Linked DNA regions of Mus musculus: region 1 is linked to region 2. A link is a contact called in public promoter capture Hi-C data. All regions are on one chromosome and are shown on one strand. The core of a region is the stretch at or near the end of the contact, and the rest is flanking DNA. Distances in the headings are between cores, read along the strand shown. Region 1 holds the start of Gjd3 (gap junction protein, delta 3). Region 2 overlaps Cdk12 (cyclin-dependent kinase 12).

Region 1 (6,118 bases), core at 1,252-3,751, 770 kb after region 2:
AGACCAAAAGACAAAGGCAGGCAATGGGGGGGGGGCAGGCCTTCAGAAAGTAAGACTGCACCCAACAGCATGTCTAAAACTGGCATACCAAGTGGGCATGCTTGCCGGGGACAGAAACTTCAGGCTGGTTTGACGGATGGCAAGGTAGGGGTGGAGGCCCAACTAAGGGGAGCCTAGTGTGCAGCAAGCCTGGGGAAAAGGCTGGTTGTACCCCAAGAACAGGGAATTCCCCTATGGCCAATAAGGCTATGTAGAAAGCTCCCAGGGCATACAAAGGCCAGAGGAAGGCTGGTGTGGGGGAGAACGAGCTGTTTGGGGTATGGTGGCTAACGGCAGGGCCTGGGCAGTGGATCTGACAGAGCCAGGGGTGCAGGGGAAGGCAGCCAGGCCTGCTCTGTCAGGGCTTAATCACTTGGTCCTAGTGAGGGTATTCAGGATGGCCACACAGGTGACAAAGGAGGAACACAGGTGAGAGGACAGAACGAAAAGGGTGACAGAGCCATGTGGCATCTCTTTGGAAAAAAAAAAAGTCGGTGGCGCACACCTTTGATCCCAGCACTCGGGAGGCAGAGGCAGGTGGATTTCTGAGTTCGAGGCCAACCTGGTCTACAAAGTGAGTTCCAGGACAGCCAGGGCTACACAGAGAAACCCTGTCTCGAAAAACAAAAACAAAAAGTCTAGGCTAGTTGCAAGGGAATGGGGACCCAGAAACACCTCTCTTTGAAGGGCAGCTTTCCTTGACGATTGGTAGGAGTCAGTCACATTTATAGATTACAGGGAACAATGGCAGGTGGGACCAGAGATGAAGTAAGCCGAAAGCACAGCACTGTTTCAAGTCGAGCCCCACCCCAGTCCCAGTCAGCCTCCAAGGTGGAGCTTAGCTACCCTGCCTAGCCACTGGGCTACCCTGCCTGGCCACTGGGCCCAGAACACATCTGACTGAACAGGACTGTTTGCTGTCAGTTCCTGTTGGGGACAGAGTTGCCTCATAGGTGGCTGGGTTAGTGACTGACAGTGGTGGCGGATGCACACACAGAATGTACGTGTGTATAGGTGTGTATACAGAGCTAACACAGGACGCATGCGTACATGCATCCACACAGAGCCTTCAAGGACATACATGTACATTTCTGTGCACGCAGGCATGAACCCAGGTCTCTATCGCCTGTCACTTGGGAGATGTATACGTGTGGACACACGCATGTGCGGACCCTCACAAGCATACACATGCAAATACACACAGCTCATAGAGGTTTACTATGCTTGAGCAGCCAACCCATCTGAGTGTGTCCAGAGAGAGTGTGTGCAGAGCGCTCACGGAAAACCACTCTTCTCTGAATTAGCAGGGAACCTGGGAATGTTGCCATCACTGTTGATTTTTGTCCCCGGTGCAACAATCAGGTCACCCACGGCCGGTTTGCCGCCTCTCAGGGGAGCCCTTGGCGTCCTCCCTTTCCGCAGGGATCACAGCACCGAGGAGCCTCCCTGATTTAACACGGCTGCCGTAACCAGCACTAGGAAGTGCGACACCTCCCCCACCCGAACCCTGGCGGTCCCCTCTGCTCATCTTCTGCTCAGGCAGGGTCCTACGCAGTCTTTCAGAAGCAAAGCCTTCTGCCTCCAAGGACCCGGGTGCTGATATCCAGCCTCCGATCTCGCCGCTAGATGGCCAGGTCCTGGCGCACGGTAGCCAGCGACGCTTTGCTGTGGCCGCTGCCGCCTTCGCCCTCGCTGTCGCCTGCCGGTGAGCGGTGCGCGTAGGCTGGCGGGCCGAAAGGGTCGGGGTCCCCGCGCTGCGATGGCAAAGAGGGCGACGGCGGCGGCGGCGGGAGCAGCTTGGCGCGCTGGCGACCCTTCCAGAGCAGGTGACCCAGCTCCGCCACGCTGAGCAGCGCCGACAGCAGCCCGACGGCGAAGTAGAAGACCACGAAGACGGTCTTCTCGGTGGGCCGGCTCACGAAACAGTCGACCGTGTGCGGACAAGGTGGCCCGGCGCACGCGTAGTGCGGGTCCACGCGGAAGCCGTAGAGCAGCGCCTGGCCGCCCAGGAAAGCCAGCTCGGCGAGCAGGCGCAGAGCCACGCTCAGCAGGTAGCAGCGGCGCGCGCGGCGAGCGCGCAGGGCGCACGGGGAGCACGGCGCCTCGGCACGCCCGCGCGCGCACGGCGGGGCCAGCTGCGCACCACCCGCCTCCTTGCTGGCCTGGTGCATGGAGTAGATGACGAACAGCACCGGCGGCGCCGACAGCAGCAGGATGTGGAAGAGCCAGAAGCGGTAGTGGGACACCGGGAAGGCGCGATCGTAGCAGGTCTGGCGACAGCCGGGCTGCAACGTGTTACACACGAACTCCTCCTGCTCGTCCTCGAACACCGCACCTCCCACCGTGGCCAGCACCAGGATGCGGAAGATCAGCATGATCACCAGCCAGAGACGACCCACGAGCGGCGACTGTAGCTGCACCGCGTCCAGCAGGGAGCCTAGGAACGCCCACTCCCCCATGACGCTGGGGACGAGGAAAGGGGGTAGTCACAGGCTGGGGCGGGCTGAATACCCCCTGTCCCCCGCCACCCCCCACCCCCACCCCCACCCCCGTCCCTCAACAATCTCGGAGGGCGCCAGGGAAAGAATATTTTCTGGGGTTTAATGAGTTAATGTCAGAGTGTGAGGATAGTCCATCCTCAGCTATGGGATTCCTTCATATGGGCATAGAGGGGTGCTGAGGAGGGATTTCCCCGCACACCTGGCCTGGGCCTGCTTGGCTAGGGAGACCCTAAGGTTCCCCAGATTCTAGGTTCTTCTTCAGGGCCAACCTTGCTGGCCTGGCTTTTTGTGCCAGGAGCAAGAGCGGCTACTGGAGTCTAGAATTCTACGTTCCTTCTGTTTGAGACCCCTGGGAGCAAGGGGAGGGCCAGGCCGGGTGAGCCCCCACTGTCTCCTTTCTCTCTCACCTCGCAGCAGGGAACGCCTTTTGGGGTTGGAAGCTGACACAGAAGCCTGTTTTTCCAACTTAGGATCTCTCGCCCGCCCTCAATCTTCCCTTCCTCACCAACCTCAGCCAAGGAGACCGGGCACAGCCCCCTCGACTCCTCTCTGATAGCAATTATCAAGCATCTCTTGTAAGCCTCCCCAGACACACAGAATACACCACGTCCCGTCCCTGTAGACCCTTAGTGGCCTCTAGATGTCCCCAACCCCACTTACCCCGGGACCTGGGCCTTAGAGCTGAGCGGAGGACCTTGAGAGACAGCTGGGACCTGTCCCTCTGGGTCCCTCTTTCATTTTCCTTTTTGGCTTTGGCCGGGATGGATGATAGGACAAGTATGGCTGAGAGGGGCTAGCTCTCCCCCTTCTCTTAAAGGGACAGGGTGACCTGTGGTCCGGCTCCACCCTGGAAATAGATCCAGGGCCACACCCCTTGTTGGGTCCTTCCTGCCTTCTCTTTCCATCCCTTACCCCCCATGCCCATCCCATAGCCATGTCTCCATCTGGCGATGGACGGAGGCTAACTAGAGCTACATTTTTTTTTTTAATTGAGGGAGCCAGAGAGATCAATCATGGGAACCCTATCTCCTGGCAGACTCCTCAAACTGAAGACTAGGTCCACCACAACCAACTGACCCCATTTTTGAAGGGTCTTGTGGGCCAGAGGGAGATAACTTCGGCTTTTAGGGGACAACAAATATGGCTTTGGGGGGGGGGGGCTTTTGGTTCTGCCACTATTGGACCTTGGATGAGCCATGTAGGTCACTTGGGCTAAGATCTCTTGGTCTGTCACCTGAGCCAGCTAAACTCTAAGATTCTTACTTTGTTCCGAGACAGAGTCTCGCTGTGTAGTTCAAGCTGGCCAGGACCTTACCGTATAGGCCAGGCTGCCCTTGAAGTAAATGATCCTCCTGCCTCAGCCTCCCAAGTGCAGGACATTAAGTATGCATCACCACACCCGTCATAGTCGCCCATCTTAATGACCAGGTCTCAGCTGTGTTACAGAAACCCCAAACCCAGTGCTTGGAAATACTCCGTGAGGGCATCAGGAAGATGTGGAGATAGCTGGCTACCGTGGTTAAGCCAAAGCTCTGGTCTTTCCTACTCAGCAATGTCTAGGTTTACCGTGAGGTGTGTGGCACCTCATAAGGTCAACAGCAGTGAGAAAAGCTTCTGCCAAGGATTTTCTAATATGGAGCTTTGTCTACCAGTCTAGGTGCGGGGAGATGCGGGACCATGATAGACAATCCACGGGGACCCGAGTGGGCCAGGAAGAGGGACTCCCGATTTAAGATGGTGTTTTTCTCCCTTCTGTCTACCTCAGTCACCCACTCATTCAGTCTTCAGCTACCCCGGCACTATTTACAGCCTTACAGCCGGGGAAACCGAGGCTTAGAGAGTCACACATGCGCAGTCAGTGAAAGGCGGACCATGAACTCACTCTTGGCCTCAATGGTTCTGGAGCGCATGCTCCCTCACAGCTTGCGAGGGAAAACTGCCACCTCTCTATACCTGGGTGGGGTCTTGCGTGGGGCTGAGGGTCTCAGCACTGAGGTGGGCTGTGCGTACTCCTATGAAGGGATAGGTCATTAGTCCTCACGTACTCCGTGATATTTTCTCCCCCAGTCAGTACAAAGACCTGCATGGGTTTCTGTCTGTTAACAGTGGGTCCCTAATGGGAAATGTGTTCTCTACTGATTGGCTCAGTCAGGGGTCTAGCCCAGCCTGGAAAAACTTTTGGTTAACTCCAGCTTGGGTGTGCCCCTGAACGTTTCCATCCTCCTGCAGGGTCCCTTAGAAATAGGCCTGGGTGTGGGGGCGCTACCCTGGATAAAATCCAAGAGAATAGCACGTGCTGGAACCCCACATTCTGAAAACAGGATGTGAGGTGGAGCACCGGGCGACCCCTGCCACTCACTTCCGGCCGAGCTGCCGTCTGCACCCTGTCCTCAGCTATGGAGGCTCAGGGTCACATCTCTTCTTTCCTAACTACCCAGGAATGGTCCCAGCCCCAGCCCCCATTGCTCCTGCTTCGTCAGGCTGGAAAAAGCCCACCAGACCCCACCCCACCTGAGCCCACCCGACCCCACCCAGTGTGACTCTGCAGGGAGTGGGATCGTGCCACAGAGATGCTAGGGTGGGGCAGCAGATGGAGAGCCACTGTCACTCTGCCCTGTCCCCCACCTAGCTCCCCATGCCAGAGGAGACTCTACAATCTCTAGGACCCAGTCCTAGATAGCCGTGGGCAGCCCGGGAGGTGTTGCTGACAATACCCAGAGCTGGTGGCATTGGCCCTTCTTGGCCCTGCTTGAAGAAGTTCTGGGCTGAGAGGGTTCTTCTGTGTCCCAGACACCTCAGTCTGGCTGTGGAGCCATAGTCCCGCATCAGTCACAGGTGGACATACACAGGGGCGTGGACGTGTTCATATCTAATAAGTTCATAACAGTACCGTAATTGACACATGACAACATTTTTTGAAAATGAAAGAAATAAGCAAAAACAAAACAGAAAAACAACAAAAAAACCCAAGGCCGAATGGAATCTCTCCCAGCCTGCTCAGTAGTATTGCTATTTTTGAATGTAATTCCTGCTTTCTATCCCTTCCTGCCTTTCTCTTCTGTACTGATCATTAGAGATTTTGTCTGTTCAGCTAAACATATAAGCGAGGTTAGTGGTGGGACATTGCGTGCTCCCTTCTATGTCACCCCCAGCACCTAGAATACTTGGAGCCACATGAGACACTGAAATATCTGTTGGTTGGCTAAAAGGCAGTGAGCGAGAGGGTGGCACAGTCAGAGCGTCCCAGTCCCCTGCCGGCTCCTCTCCCTGTTCTCCTGGACTCTGTCCAGTAAGTGTCTCATTCAGTATGAGAGTACCATGCAAAATGTACAGGCCTGGGCAGAAGGGCCAGCTCCCGAGTCGGGTCAGGGGCTTGGGTGGGGAAGGGGTGGGAGTCCTCCAGCATTTCCGGTCCTTCTGTAGCCATCGTCAAACCTGCGCGGCTCCTGAGTATAGGCACAATGTTACGTGCATACTCTGTAAAAATTATCTTTATATTCAAATGCCGATGTCTCTGCCTCAGTGTCTGGTTGCAATGCAGACAGGGTATTGGAATGCTTATTCTAAGTGTCTCCTGC
Region 2 (5,643 bases), core at 2,664-5,163:
CTGGAACTTACCCTGTAGACCAGACTGGCCTTGAACTCACAGGTCTGCCTGCCTGTCCGTCCTCTGTGCTGGAATTAAATGCATGCACCACCACTGCCCAACCTAAATTTATTTTGAGTGTGCATGCATGTATGACTTTTGTTTGTACATATTATGTGTGTGTACAACATGTGGTCATAAGGTGGTGATGAATCCCATGAGATAAGAATATGGATGGTTCTGAGCTACTATGTGGGTGTTGGGAACTTCACTTAAGTCTCTAAGAACAACTAATTACTGAGGCATGTATCCAGCCCCAACTTTACTCTATTTGAATATTTTTTATTTATGTGTATGTGTGTGAACCTTCATGAATATATGTGTACCACGTGGATGTAGAAGCTAGTCTAGGCCAGAGGTTACTGGATTCCCTTAAATTGGAGTTAGAAATGTTTGTGAGCTGCCATGTGAATGCTAAGAACCAAACCAGGTCCTCTGAAAGCCCAATTAGCACTCATAATCCTCTGAACCATCATTCTAGGCCCAAGTGTATTGTTTTTGTGTGTGCTCACAGGTGTGCATTGGAGCCTAGAGGATACCCCCATACTTTAGTTATTACATAACCACACTCCTCATATCTTTATTTTGGTTTTTCCAGACAGGGTTTCTCTGTATAGCCCAGGCTGTTCTGGAACTCACTTTGTAGACCAGGCTGGCCTCAAACTCAGAAATCCGCCTGCCTCTGCCTCCCAAGTGCTGGGATTAAAGGCGTGCACCACCATGCCCGGCATATCTTTAATTTTTAAAGTTTATATATGTGTGTGTGTGTGTGTGTGTGTGTGTGTGTGTGTGTGTGTGTGTATGTGTGTGTGTGTATGTGTGTACGTACGTACGTGTGTGTACACATGTTCTTTGTGGTACTTGTGGAAGTCAGGGCCATTTTGTGGAGTTGATTCTTTTCTTTTTTGTTTTGTTTTGTTTTGTTTTGTTTTGTTTTTGGTTTTTTGTTTTTTGTTTTTTTTTTTTTTGGTTTTTTGAGACAGGGTTTCTCTGTATAGCCCTGGCTGTCCTGGAACTCACTCTGTAGACCAGGCTGGCCTCGGAACTCAGAAATCCACCTGTCTCTGCCTCCCAAGTGCTAGGATTAAAGGCGTGGGCCACCACGCCTGGCTAGTTTACTTTCTAGGATACATTAAATTTGAGTTATGATGATGGGGTGGATATATGTGGGTGGGTATGTGACTGTAGGTGTGCAACTGGAGGACTAAAGTCAACCTTAAGTGTTATTCAAAAGTCATCCATCTTGTTTTTGTTTTAATTTTTTTGGTTTTTCAGGATAGGGTTTCTCTGTATAGCCTTGGCTGTCCTGGAACTCACTCTGTAGACCAGGCTGGCCTTGAATTCAGAAATCTGCCTACCTCTTGCCTCTCAAGTGCGGGGATTAAAGGCATGGGCCACCACTGCCAGGCTTAAATATATTTTATCTACCTGGCTGTAGGCCTTTAATCCCAACACCTAGGAGGCAGAGACAGGTAGATCTCTTGTGGAAGCCAGCAGCTTGGTCTACATAGGGGATCACTTTATTATTTTTTTTTTCTTTTTCAAGATGGGCAGTGGTGGTGGCACATGCCTTTAATCTCATCTTTTAGGAGACAGAGGCAAGTGGATCTCTGAATTTGATGCCAACCTGGTCTACAGTATGAGTTTCAGGATAGCCTGGATGACACAGATAAGCCCTATCTTGAGGGAAAAAAAAGCAAGTCAGAACTCAGAAAAAGTATTTTTATCTTTTATTATAAGTGTTCTGCTCGCATATTTGTATGTGCACCAAAAAGTGGCAGATCCCTTTGAATGGTGGTTGTAAACTACCATGCAGGTGCTAGGAATTGAACTTTGGTACACAGAAAGAGCAATAAGAGGTTTTTTTTAACAACTTAGCCATCTCTCTAGCCCTTTGAATATTTCTGTTTCTATCTCCCTGATGCTGAGATTATAAGCCCATTTTTTAATATAGGTGTTATAGACAAACTTAAGTCCTTGCTTGGGTAGCAAACATTACTGACTAAACTATTTCTCCAGTCCTGTTTATTCTTTTTAGTTCTTAAGATCTATATTCTTTCAGACTACCTTCTGTGCATCTTAAAAATGTTGTAGTATAATTGTGGATAGTGGAAAGGGTAGGGAGTGGAGAGAGTGTTTTACTTTTGAGCTAAGGTATTACTTTATTATCTAGTCTGTGTCAACTCCTGGTCTTCAGACATCTTCCTTCTTGAGCTATCCATGTGCTAGGACTACAGTTATTCATTACCAAGGCTAGTTCTTTTGTTTTTATTTAAATATTTTGGTTTTTTTGGAGACAAAGTCTTATTATGTAGCCCTTGCTAGCCTGGAACTCATCAATCTGCTTGGCTCTACCTCCAGAATTCTAGGATTAAAAGTGGGGCTACTATGCCCAACTCAATGTCATTATTGTAAGTATTTGGTAACTGGTTTTTGTGGGTTTTTTTTGTTTTTTTTTTTTCCTGAGTAATTTTTTTTTATTCATAAATTATTAAAGGTAAGAAATGGAAGTGAAGATTTTGTATTTTTCTTGAGACTGAGGGAAGAAAGAGATCAGTCTCTGTAGCTTATTGGCCAGCTAGACTGGAGAATTTGAGGAGATTCAATTCAGTGAGAAATATTGTCTCAAAAAATAAAATTTGATAGCACCAGTGAAAGACCTTTGAGTGCCTCTGGCTTCTACACTTGTACATACAAACAACTTATACACATGTGTAGAGGCCTACACTAGCAATTACAACACACATAACAATATAAGAGAGGATAGAGACAGAGAAGCACATACACACTCTGACTGAGACTTTAAACTAGGCTTTGTGGCCACTTGCCATGCTAGCCCTCAGGATGCTGATATAGAGGAATAGATTAGGGTTGGAGGGCTGGCATTGACTCCCAAATGCTGGGATTATATGCCCTTTCAATATAGGTTATTAGACTAAATGAATAATTAAAATTGCATAAGGCATTAGGGTCAGGATAGTTGAGAGGCTGGAACAATGCCTTAATGGTAAAGAGCACTGGCTGCTCTTTCCGAGGACCAGTGTTCAATCCCCAGTACTCATATCGTGGTTTGCAACTATCTGTCTCTCCAGTGCCAGTGTATTTGCCCTCTGCAGTCACTTCATGCATGTGGTATACAGACAAAATAATAAAATAATCGAGATAATGAGAAGAAAAATAAAACAACATTCTGATAACATAAAGCTTATACTGGTGACAGAACAAGTGAATGAATTTGGTTAATGATAATTCAAAAAGCTTTTTTTGTCTTGTTCATTTTTGTTTTTTGAGACAGTGTGTTTTTGTGTAGACTTGGCTGTCCTGTAGCTTGTTCTGTAGACCAGGATAGTCTGGAACTAGCAGAGATCTGCCTGTCTTTGCTTCCTGTGTACTGGGATTAGAGGTGTACAAGAACATAGCTGCAACTAAAATACATTATTTCTTAAAGATTTATTTTTATGTGTACATATGTGGCAAGGTAATATATACATGAGAGTAGGTGCCATAGGAGGCCATTGGTATCAGATCTCTCTACAGCTGGAGTTACAGGACAGTTGTGAACCAGCATGGAAGTGCCCAGTTCTCCATAAACAAGTCCTCTAAACTGCTAATCCATCTTTTCAGCCCTGTTTGTAGTTTATTCCTCTTTGCTTGTTTGTTGAGACACTGTGGCTTTTGCTGGCCTCCAGTATACTAGTAGACCAGGTTTTTCTGGGATTTAGCATGCAACCCCATTGACCTTGAACTCTTAGAATTCCTCTGGTTTCATAGCATGAGCATTGAATTTTCCTTTTTCCCTCCAAGAGGTGGCATATGCCTCTAAATCCAGCACTCAGTAGGTTAAAATAGAAATATCACAGGAAGTGTACTGGCAGTCTGTTCTGCTTCAAAGCCTTTCGGGTACAGGATGAAACTTATCTTTAAACAAAACAAAACATGCAGCTGGGAAAGTGGCACATTCCTTTAATCCCAGCACCTGAGAGGCAGAGGCAGGCAGATCTGAGTTCTTAGCCTAGATCCTGAGGGTATAGTTACTAGCTATGTAGAGAGACCCTGTCTCAAAAACAACAAAAAAATTAAGTGTCTGACTGACCTGAATTTCAACTGTAGATCCATTTGCTTCTGCCTCTTGTGTGCTTTGATTAAAGGTATGTTCTAACAAGTCAGGTGACAAATGGTTATATTTGTACCTACAGGTTAATTTAAATTTAATTAACAGAAATTTCAAAATTGCAAAATTGGGATAGGAGTCAACTGTTTCTTATACAGACTTAAAGCAACCTAAATACCTCATGGAAATTTGTAAAAAAGTATGAATGAGAAACCAGGAACACTAGATAAGGAGAAATTGTATATGTACATCTGTATTTTATTTGGCATATAAATATCTCTTTCATTATGTCAGGTTCTTTCCCTATTTGGCATATTTAGTGCCTTACAGTAAGAGCTATGTTTGTTAAACATTGGATCTTTATAGGTCCTCGTATTTTTTATTTATTTTATTTTATTAATTTTAATTTATACATCTATTTAATGTATGCAAGTATACCATCATTGTCTTCAGACACACCAGAAGGGGGCATCAGACCCCATTACAGATGGTTGTGAGTCACCATGTGGTTGCTGGGAATTGAACTTAGGACCTCTGAAAGAGCAGTCAGTTCTCTTAACCGCTGAGCCATCTGTCTAGCCCTATTTTTAATATTTTTAATATTTTAAAATTTATTAAAGCAAGATGTTGACCTCTTCAGGTTAGTGTGGCCTCAACTGATGATTGTCCTGTTAAATAGAATCTTCCTGTAGAATGTCATCTGTCCCCTTTAATCATTCCCCCAAAGACTGTCTCTATATAGTCCTGCCTGTCCTAGAACTTGCTAGGTAGTGCAGGCTGGCCTTAAACTCACAGAGATCCTTTTTCCTCTGCCTCTTGAATGTTGAGATTAAAGGCATGTGCCACCATGCCTGGCAGTATGTACATTTTTCAGTGCTAATAAACTATATCCGAAGCCATGAAGTAATTTTTGAGGAAAAAAACTAAAGGTGGACTTGCTGGGCTGTGGTGTGCACTCCTTTAATTCCAGCACTTGGGAGGCAGAGGCAGGCAGATTTCTGAGTTCAAGGCCAGCCTGGTCGGTCTACAGAGTGAGCTCCAGGACAGCCAGGGCTACACAGAGAAACCCTGTCTGGAAAAAAAAAAAAAAAAAAAAAAAGAAAGAAAAACAGTGGACTTAAGTGATAGTCATGGGACAGTTGAGGTACTTTTAGTTTTCTTTCTCCTCTAGAAAACAGAACTAAGAAATCTCTTTTTTTTTTTTTTTTTTTTTTTAATTCGAGACAGGTTTTCCACTTAGGCTCAGCACTTTCTCAGGTACCAGGCGTGCATATAGTACACGGACATGCATGCAAGCGGAACACTTACTTTTATAAAAGGGGAGGGGGCTAAAGAAATCAGTTGACAGAGTTGCTGCTCTTGCAGAGGACCCAAATTCATTCCCAGCACCCATGTCTAGTGTAACTCCAGCTCCAGGGAATCTGGCATTGCACCTAGTTGAGCATCTACTGTCACTTTTATATATACACAAACATACACAATTTAAAAATAAA

What was found. Promoter capture Hi-C pulls out the DNA fragments that hold promoters and counts their contacts.
Region 1: a contact with region 2 is called in a promoter capture Hi-C map of pre-B cells, with 4 times the contacts expected there. The contact joins the promoter of Gjd3 here to the enhancer-like site in region 2. A contact is called at or near these places in 2 of 39 promoter capture datasets (cranial neural crest and pre-B cells), 3 of 484 Hi-C or Micro-C datasets (embryonic stem cells, gonadal supporting cells and myeloid progenitors), 1 of 115 datasets of contacts at active chromatin or transcription factors (embryonic stem cells) and 1 of 9 other capture datasets (embryonic stem cells).

What each region holds. Positions count from the first base shown.
Region 1 is chr11:98,980,519-98,986,636 of GRCm38.p6, forward strand. Gjd3 (gap junction protein, delta 3) reads right to left here and starts at 2,502. Exons shown (of 1, transcript NM_178596.3): 1 at 1-2,502. The coding sequence starts at 2,498. The coding sequence ends at 1,662.
Region 2 is chr11:98,211,843-98,217,485 of GRCm38.p6, forward strand. The region is part of intron 2 of Cdk12 (cyclin-dependent kinase 12); the gene reads left to right. Among named protein-coding and RNA genes, the nearest start is that of Cdk12, 11 kb to the left of the region's middle. Within about 2 kb of position 3,914, at least 6 of the 459 cell types and tissues checked have an H3K27ac peak or open chromatin away from gene starts, as enhancers often do. A contact at or near this core is called in pre-B cells, where this site is marked.